Regions from separate parts of the Mus musculus genome. Here region 1 is linked to region 2. Evidence: chromatin contacts called from public Hi-C data. All regions are on one chromosome and are shown on one strand. Each heading gives the region's core, a stretch centred on a gene start, on an enhancer-like site or on the middle of the called end of the contact. The rest is flanking DNA. Distances are from core to core; before and after follow the strand shown. Region 1 has its middle 7.6 kb from the start of Gm40164. Region 2 has its middle 16 kb from the start of Znhit6.

The links. Hi-C and Micro-C count contacts between places; a contact is called where the count stands out from the background.
Region 1: a Hi-C map of liver shows a contact between it and region 2, with 2.4 times the contacts expected there. The contact joins two enhancer-like sites. A contact is called at or near these places in 3 of 484 Hi-C or Micro-C datasets (CD4 T cells and liver).

The regions. Positions count from the first base shown.
Region 1 is chr3:145,623,151-145,627,549 of GRCm38.p6, reverse strand. No RefSeq gene overlaps it. Among named protein-coding and RNA genes, the nearest start is that of Gm40164, 7.6 kb to the left of the region's middle. Within about 2 kb of position 2,554, at least 22 of the 459 cell types and tissues checked have an H3K27ac peak or open chromatin away from gene starts, as enhancers often do. A contact at or near this core is called in liver, where this site is marked.
Region 2 is chr3:145,558,501-145,562,674 of GRCm38.p6, reverse strand. No RefSeq gene overlaps it. Among named protein-coding and RNA genes, the nearest start is that of Znhit6, 16 kb to the left of the region's middle. Within about 2 kb of position 2,349, at least 9 of the 459 cell types and tissues checked have an H3K27ac peak or open chromatin away from gene starts, as enhancers often do. A contact at or near this core is called in liver, where this site is marked.

The DNA of each region.
Region 1 (4,399 bases), core at 1,305-3,804, 65 kb before region 2:
TATATATATATATATATACTCTTTACTTCCCAACTTGTAACAAACCATTGTGGTGGCTGGCAAACATGTCTCCAGATCTGATTACGTTTAGCTATTCTAGCTGCAAAGCTGAGACAAATGAGACTTTTGTGTAAGATACAGAAGAAGTGAGACCAAAGAAAGAATGTAGGCAGGGAAAGAACAGTGAACTCACAGGACAAGCTGGGCATAATGGTACATGATGCCTCATCTGCTCCTACTAAAGAGAACAGAGCTGGGCAGTGGTGGCACTTGCCTTTTAATCCCAGCACTTGGGAGGCAGAGACACATGGATTTCTGAGTTCAAGGCCAGCCTGGTCTACAGAGTGAGTTCCAGGACAGCCAAGGCTACACAGAGAAACCCTGTCTCGAAAAACCAAATAAATAAATAAATAAAAATAATAAAAAAAGAAAAACCAAGAAAACAAAACAAAAGAGAACAGAAATAAGACGCATCTACAGAGGGACTCTCACGGGGTTACAGAAGCTAGGTGTGTGGAGTTTGAAGAAGACAGAGAAGGGATGCTAGCTCGGAGTGACTGAACAGAAGATAAATACCACGTGACAGGCCAAACAGAAAATACAACCCACCTGTTCTGGGAAGGGCCGTGGTGCTTGAAGTCCTGTTTACATATAGGAATATAGGCCTTCCTTGTGGTTTCTTATGTAAGTTAAAGCCTCAACCATTAAGAAATACAGAAAGTGGGCTGGTGAGATGGCTTAGTTGGCAAGAGTACCCGAATGCTCTTCCGAAGGTCCGGAGTTCAAATCCCAGCAACCACATGGTGGCTCACAACCATCCATAACGAGATCTGACACCCTTTTCTGGAGTGTCTGAAGACAGCTACAGTGTACTTTACATATAATAGTAAAAAAAAAAAATACAGAAAGCAACTTCTTGTCTTTTATTCAAGATGAATTAATGAATGTCAGAGTGTCACTGATATTTACACTGAGAACGATCTCAGAAGACATCTGGTCCAGATCAGAAGAATATTGTCCTGGATAAAGCCACTCACTCAATCAACAGAAAGTCCCAAAGGATTTTTAAAAAATAATCTCTTGTGTACATGTGATGGGCAGACAGCATCCCAGCAGATCTGAGAATCCTTTAAGCAATGTGAACTACACAAAGTATATGCAGTGTACTCCCCGCCAGACTTCAGTCCAGGTGAGTGAACTAGAAAATGTGGATTTAACTGCACAGAATGGTACATACCTGCAATCCCAGTATTTGGAGGTGGAGCTTAAAGGATCAAAGAGTTCAGGGACATCACATGGGGCTACACAGTGAGTTTGCAGCCAGCTGGGGTTATGTGAAGCCTGGTGTTGAAACAAACAAACAAAAAAAAAAGACAGGAAGAAAGGGGGAGGGGATATAGAGGAAGGGAAGAACAAAAGCAGGAAGATCAAGATTTAATAGTGTTGTAATTATACTAATTACATTGTCACCCAAAAGTGCTCCTTCAGGATTGACGGACATGAGCCCCTTGGAGATGAGTCTCTGTCCTCCCATTTACTGGGCCTGGGAGGATACACTGTTCGTGGCAGAGTGGTAAAGTGGATGGGTCTCAGCCAGATACAGAAAGTCACAGTACAACAATTTGCCACTGCACCCACATCTTGTTCCTTGGTGGTCAGTAGCTTGGGCTCTTCGACGATCATCTGGTCTGATCCCAGCAGTCCACAGTGTGGCCCTGCCTAACGTCCTTGACTTTCCGCAGAGTGTTCCAGGCACAGTCTGGTCAAGACCAGAGCGCATTTCAGAACAAAGCCACCCTCGTCCTCGTTGAGAACGTCAGACTCTAACCATCACTCCAGAATGACACTGACTGAGTGCTGACTGTTGGCTCACTTCCATCCCAACAGCACACAGAGACACATGGAAGGGCTCCTTGCTTGTTTCAGAGAGGAGGGAAGCAAAAGCCACTCACAGCTGAGCCACTTGCCAGAGGTGACACAGCGAGTAAGTGACAGAGCTCTGTACTACTCAACCCTTAGCTCCCTCAGCCTCCTCAGGGCTGAGTAGCATCTTTGTACCATGACCTCCACCTTACGTTGCTATCAAAAGATTCACATGATCAAGATTCAGAAGCCTGGTTTCTGACTGGTCACGTTTGTTTTGTCATGCATACATACCACTTCCTGTTCTTTCTATGCATATTTCCATCAAATAAAACCATATGCATTGTCATAGCAACACTGCAACACACACACACACACAAACACACAAACACGGTGCAGTCTCTGCAGTAGAGAATTGCAAAGATCTGTGGGAATTTTCATTGCGTTGTTGTTTGTTTTAAATAAAAAAGAAACCCCCTCTGTCTACATCCGAACAGAATCCCATGGCAACAGTGCAGACAGGCACGTGCTTCGGTGCCCCTCACATACCCTGAGCTTCTCCGGCCTTGCTGATCAATAGTTTTAGATCATCAGAAATTTGGCTGCAATGCTTGTGATTAAGCAGGGAGCCCAGTGACCAGACTGATCTAGCCCTCCAATGAGACAAAGGTCACTGCCCAGAATGCCAGCACTGGCTCTGACTGCCAGTTCCCATCCATTGGTGCTTGTCACATGCAGAGACTCTGGGGACATGTCCTTGGCCTTGGGGAACCCTCAAGCTGGTCAGGTCCCAGGCACTCCTGCCAGGGACCACAAGTCCTCGTGTGTGTGTGTGTGTGTGTGTGTGTGTGTGTGTGTGTTCAAGCCCCTCAGAAATGTCTCATCTCAACTATTACTACAGCATCCTCTACAACATATTTCATCCTATATTACTTCATCAAAGTGGTATCAGTATCAACCACACTTCACAGATGAAAACCTCCAGCCTTGGAATGGTTAGCGACTTGTCCAGACCAACAAATTTGAAAAGACAAGAGGAGAGATTTGAGTCCAGGACTGTTCCTGATTTTGCTTTAAGCCGTTCTATGTGGCTCCTTATTTCCTGGGTGCTCTGGAACTCATCTGCCCACAGATTCACTGACCTGAGCCTGCATTATGATACCTTCTTGTCTAGCTCCTGGGTACAGCTGCAGGAGATGGGCTGGCTTTGAATGTCTCTGGTTCTCTATCAGGTCCTCCCTCTCCCTCTCCCCCTCCCCCAACCCCACTCTCCCTCAAGTCCCAGGTTTTATATTACCACTGTTACTTCTACTACTATTATTTTTAAAGATTTATCTATTTTTAATTTATGTGTATGAGCATTTTGCCTGCATGAGTACCTGGTACAGACAGAAGCTAGAAGAAGGTGTCAGACCCCCTGGAAATGGAGTTACAGATAGCTGTGAGCTACCATGTGGGTGCTGGGAATCGAACCCACATCCTCTGGAAGAGCAGCCACTGCTTTTAACTGTGAGCCATCTCCCAGAGCCTTTATTTGTATCTTCTCTGTTACTGTTATTATTTTATGGTTTCACATATTCTAGTAAATGAAGACACACCGAAATAAAGAAATTCTCAAGCCACTGGGGAATGAAGAGCTGTTCTCAGAAAGGGGAGCACTCACTAGCTGAAGGGGAGGAGGTTCGCCATTCCACCCATGGATCACCTAATATGGTCCTTGGCTGCTTAACCACTGAACTTGGGCTGGTGTTACCCATGGTCACAAAGGTGCTGAAGGACAGCTGTCAGTTGATTGCAAGAAGACTTGCTCTCTCTGGAATGCTTGGCTCCATGCCGGGTGTGGGAAACCCACTTTATGACACAGCCTGCTCTCACACCCAGGAGACAGACAGGGTTGGTGTTATCGCTTAAGACATTCAGGAGCCAACACCGATGCTTTAGCTGGGTACCTGTCCTGTCCAAGAGTTGGCAGTGGCAGGGCTGAGGGTCCACTCGGGTCCTTTGCAGGACTGACTTCCCAGAGGATGCTTGGAGTTGGCCAGTGGGGGGAAAACATTGCTAAGGATGAGCCAGCAGGGATTCTGCAGACTCAGGCTGACTTTAACCAATGGTGGGACGCAGATGGGGAGGAAGGAAAACACTTCCCTACTTCCTTGTCCAAACCCAGAGGGGGGATCCAAGGTTCAGTCAGGAAGGCTCTTTGTTTAATCAATTGTTCTTGCTTTCAGAACTAAAGTGGAAATGACCCAGTGAAGAAGGAACATGAGCACAGCTCGCCCTGGTCACACGATGAAAACATATACACTGGCCAATGGGTACACCACTACTCCGCCCATCCCTTCAGAGGGAGAAGGACTCCCTTTCGTCCCGGAAGCCTATTAAAACATTCCTACCAGGGAGTCCCTGCTCCTCCTCAAGGGACACTGTAAGAGACCTTGTTCCTCAAAGCGCAGCCACACAAAGGGTTCTGTGTAGACAGGCGCTATTATTCTAGACACGCAGTGAAGCATGACGGATGTTGTGTGGACAAAGGCTG
Region 2 (4,174 bases), core at 1,100-3,599:
TAATTTCAGCACCTGAGTGGCAGAGGTAGGCAAACCTCTGAGTTTGAGGCTAGTCTGTTTGACAGAATGAGTTCTAGATAGACAAGGATACACAGAATTTGAAAAACCAATAGAACAAAACCAAAAAACCTAACCTCTCCTCCCTACCAAAACCATTTATGTTGATTACTTATTGAAATTATTTTGGATATAATAGATAATATATTATTGAAATTAATTTTACCTGCTTCTCTTTGCTTATTTAAATGAAGCTATTAGAGAATTTGAAAGCATATAGGTATTATATTTCAATTAGAAGGTGATACATTGGGCTGGAGAGATGGCTCAGTGGGTAAGAGCACCTGACTGCTCTTCTGAAGGTCCAGAGTTCAAATCCCAGTAACCATATGGTAGCTCACAACCATCTGTAATGAGATCTGACTCCTTCTTCTGGAGTGTCTGATATAATAAATAAATCTTTAAAAAAAAGAAGGTGATACATTGAGATTTGCTGTTAAAATTCAAATTTAATTATACACAGTTAACATGAAATTGATACATAAGAGTTATCTAAACTTGTTAGTTCATCTATTAATTTTTTAACCTAATAAGTAAATATTTGGCTTTTTTTCAATTCATTCTCCAGAGAAAAGGTTGGCCTCACTTTGGATCATAGTATGATAATTTCAGTGGCCTCTTTCAAATCCTTCAGTGTCTAATTCTTGCTCTTAGGATAATGAATTGGAGCTTTATAATAACCCCGCAAATGCCCCCATATCATGGCCCCTGTGTTTTTTCCAGTTTCATCTCTACTTTCTGAAGTATTTGCTACCATGGGTGGATTAAGTTACTTTTCTGTTGCTGTAATAAAGCACCATGACCAAGGCATCTTAGAGGAGAAAGGGTTTATTTGGGCTTATGGTTTTGGAAGGTAAGAGTCTGTCATGGCAGAGACATGGCAGGAAGCAGCAGGCACGCGAGTAGAAGCAGGAAGCTGAGGGCTCACATCCTGAGCCACAAGCTGGAGGTAGAAAGATCACACTGAGATTGTCCTGAGGCTGTGAAACATGCACACACACACACACACACACACACACACACACACACACACACACACCTCACACCTCTTACTGAGCAGCAAAGCATGGACAACTGACCATAAGCTCCTGCATAAAGGGAACTGAGTGTCCTATGAGCCTTTCCCCCATGTATGTGGAATGTTGGCAGGGTGTGTACTCCTTTAATCCCAGCACTCAGGAGACAGAGTGGGGTGGATCTCTATGAGTTCAAGGGCAGCCTGAGCTATATAATAAGACCTGGTCTCAGATGAAACAAAACAACGACAACCATAAAACCAGTCCTTTTTACTTTTTAACTGATAACTATTAAACTAAAAACTTGTATCTACTCATTAAGTTTTTTCCTTGTGTACTCTTATTGTAGGAAGACCTAAAAGAAATATATATTTTCTACTTTATGTTTTTCTGCATGGAATTATGTAGTAAATTATTTGGGAATACTAAAAACACTTTAGCTAATGGATTTTGTTATCACTGATTACTTTTATGTACATAGGCGCACGAGTGCAAAGGTCAAAGGTCAACATCGTGTGTCTTCCTGTGTGGTTCTCCCCTTCATCATGAGTGCAAAGGTCAGAGGTCACCATCGTGTGTCTCCCTCTATGGATCTCACTTTACTTTTGAGATGTAGTCTCTTTCTGAAACCTAAGCACGCTGATGAGCTAGACTGGCTGACCAGTGAACCCCAGGATACTCCTCGCTCTGCCCACAGGGGCTTAGATTACAGGTGCACACCACCATAGCTAACTTTTTATTTATGCGTTGGGAGCTGAACCCAGGTCCTTGTGCCTACATGGCAGGCATCTTGACTAAGCCATCTCCATGGCTCTTAACTGTGAATTTTAAAAACGTAGTATTTTGACATCTGTGTTACAAAATGGCCTAACTTCTGTAAGTTGAAAATATTCAAGCAAAGAACTTGGATAGAACATAATAAAGTTCAAATAAAGTTTTTCACCTCGTACTAGTTGAGGTAGGGCACCACCCCTCTGTCAAAAGTACCCATTTTATAAAACTGGCTTTCCAGTGCTTGCTGCAGGAAGTGAGAAATTTCCTTGCCTTTGAACTGTAAATTTTTCCTGAGCCAGATACTTAATAAAATAAAATTATCTTTTAATGTGTGGTTACTAATGTTTTTTTGTGGTTATATGTAGTCATAAAAATCCTACTCCTTGGTACAGTTGAGATGATCATTCAGACGTCCCCTCTGTCGCTTCTCTATAGAGGCACTGTGCTCCCAGCTTGGCTCTGAACTAGTCCAGGCTCTGAATCCAAAACACACACATTGCATAACGTGTACCCAGGCTGGGATGAAAACAACTCCATTATCCCTACCTCTAGTAGGCAATCATTACCTAAGTCATAAGGAAAATTTGAAACTTTAATGGGGCTGCACACTGTACATTGAAAACTTAGTCCAGACTTTTGAAACTATAGACATTGCCTGCCTGACTGCAAGGGATGAACTCGCACACAGTGTGAAGATTCACAGGAGCCTGATGCAACACCATGACCCAACTGCTCGAGATTTTCTGTGCCACCACCAGCCTTTCCTTTGTTTTAAGGCTGTCAAGCAAGCAACCACAAACCTGTTTGTTTTGTATACAGAGAACCACATTTATGTCTCATTTGAGGTGAAGTAGGTTTGGCGAAGACTTCAAATAGAATCTTCTGCATGGAAGCAAACTAAGGTTTATTGACTTGGTGCTAGTTCGGCCTGGATAGAGAGCGTATTTGAGAGCTGGCAGGGTGGCTCAGTGGGTAAAAGTTCTTGCTACAGAAGCCTAATCACCAGAGTTAATGCCTGGAGTCCACAGAGGAAGGAGAAACCTGACTTCTGAAAGTTGTTTGACCATAGACGCATCGTAGAGTGTGTGTACCCAGTGCAGCACACAAATATGACACATACTTAGTAACAACAAAAAGTTATTAAAGATAAAGGAAATTGGAAAAATTACTACCTTGCCATGTCATTCTGGCTGTAGTTTAGTATGACTAAACTGCTCTGTCCCTGGGAAGATGTGTTTATAGGATATTTTGTAAATGTACAGATTTTACTTTGGGCCAATGGTTATGAGTTTATGTGTATAAGTATTTTGGTTTGGATATTCATGCTGTTTCTATGTAAGTACAAATAAAGCATAAGGAACTGTAGATGAAAAATGTATACAGACTGCTTTTTAGACCCAAGTTTATGAAACTGCAGATAGTACTTCCACAAAGCAGTGACATGGATTTATTCCCCCAAACCAAAGGGAGATGAAAACATACTGCAAGGAAAGTACTGCCTTAGAGCGGGGAACAACGACATGAGAAATGGCTGGCTTCTTACTACAGAATTGGAGACCCAAGGACATCAGTAAACTCGGAAAAAAATGATGACAGCAAAACAGGACTGGAGAGATGGCTCGGCAGCTGGGAGCTGATCTTCCAGAGGACCAGTTTTTTTGTTTGTTTGTTTGTTTGTTTTGTTTTGTTTTTTTTCTTTCTTGGTATCCTCATACAGCTTACAAATGCCCATCACTATAGCTTTAGCAGATCTAGTACCGCCCTCCCCCTGCCTCCATGGGCACCTGGGTAGAAGTGGCATATACTCTCACAGAGACATACATATACATAAATAGGAATAAAATAAGTCTTAAAAAAAAACCCTGAAACCAAATTTTTAATAGAGAAAATACCTTTTACAAATAAATTACCATAAAGTTATAATAAGTTGAAATCTTTCATTAGATTTATGAAATACACAGATGTATCATATATGTATCACATATGACAGCAGTAAGCAGGAAGGCTGGCATGTGTCCTGTTAAAGTATGTTAAGTATCAGGGTGTGATTGGAGTACTCGAGGTTCGACTCACTATTTTACCTGGAGATAGTCAATATTCACCGAAAGTTGTGATAATTTATAGCTTGATACTGCCATCCCTACTAGAACATGGACCTGAGGCCACTATTTATTTATTTATTTATTTATTTATTTATTTATTTATTTATATTACAGATAAAGAAACATCTGCTTCTAATTATTATGAAATTGCCTATATGAGACCAAACCTACTGTTGAGAACAACTATAAAACTTGTACAGATATAAAAAAAAATGAGGTGTTTGG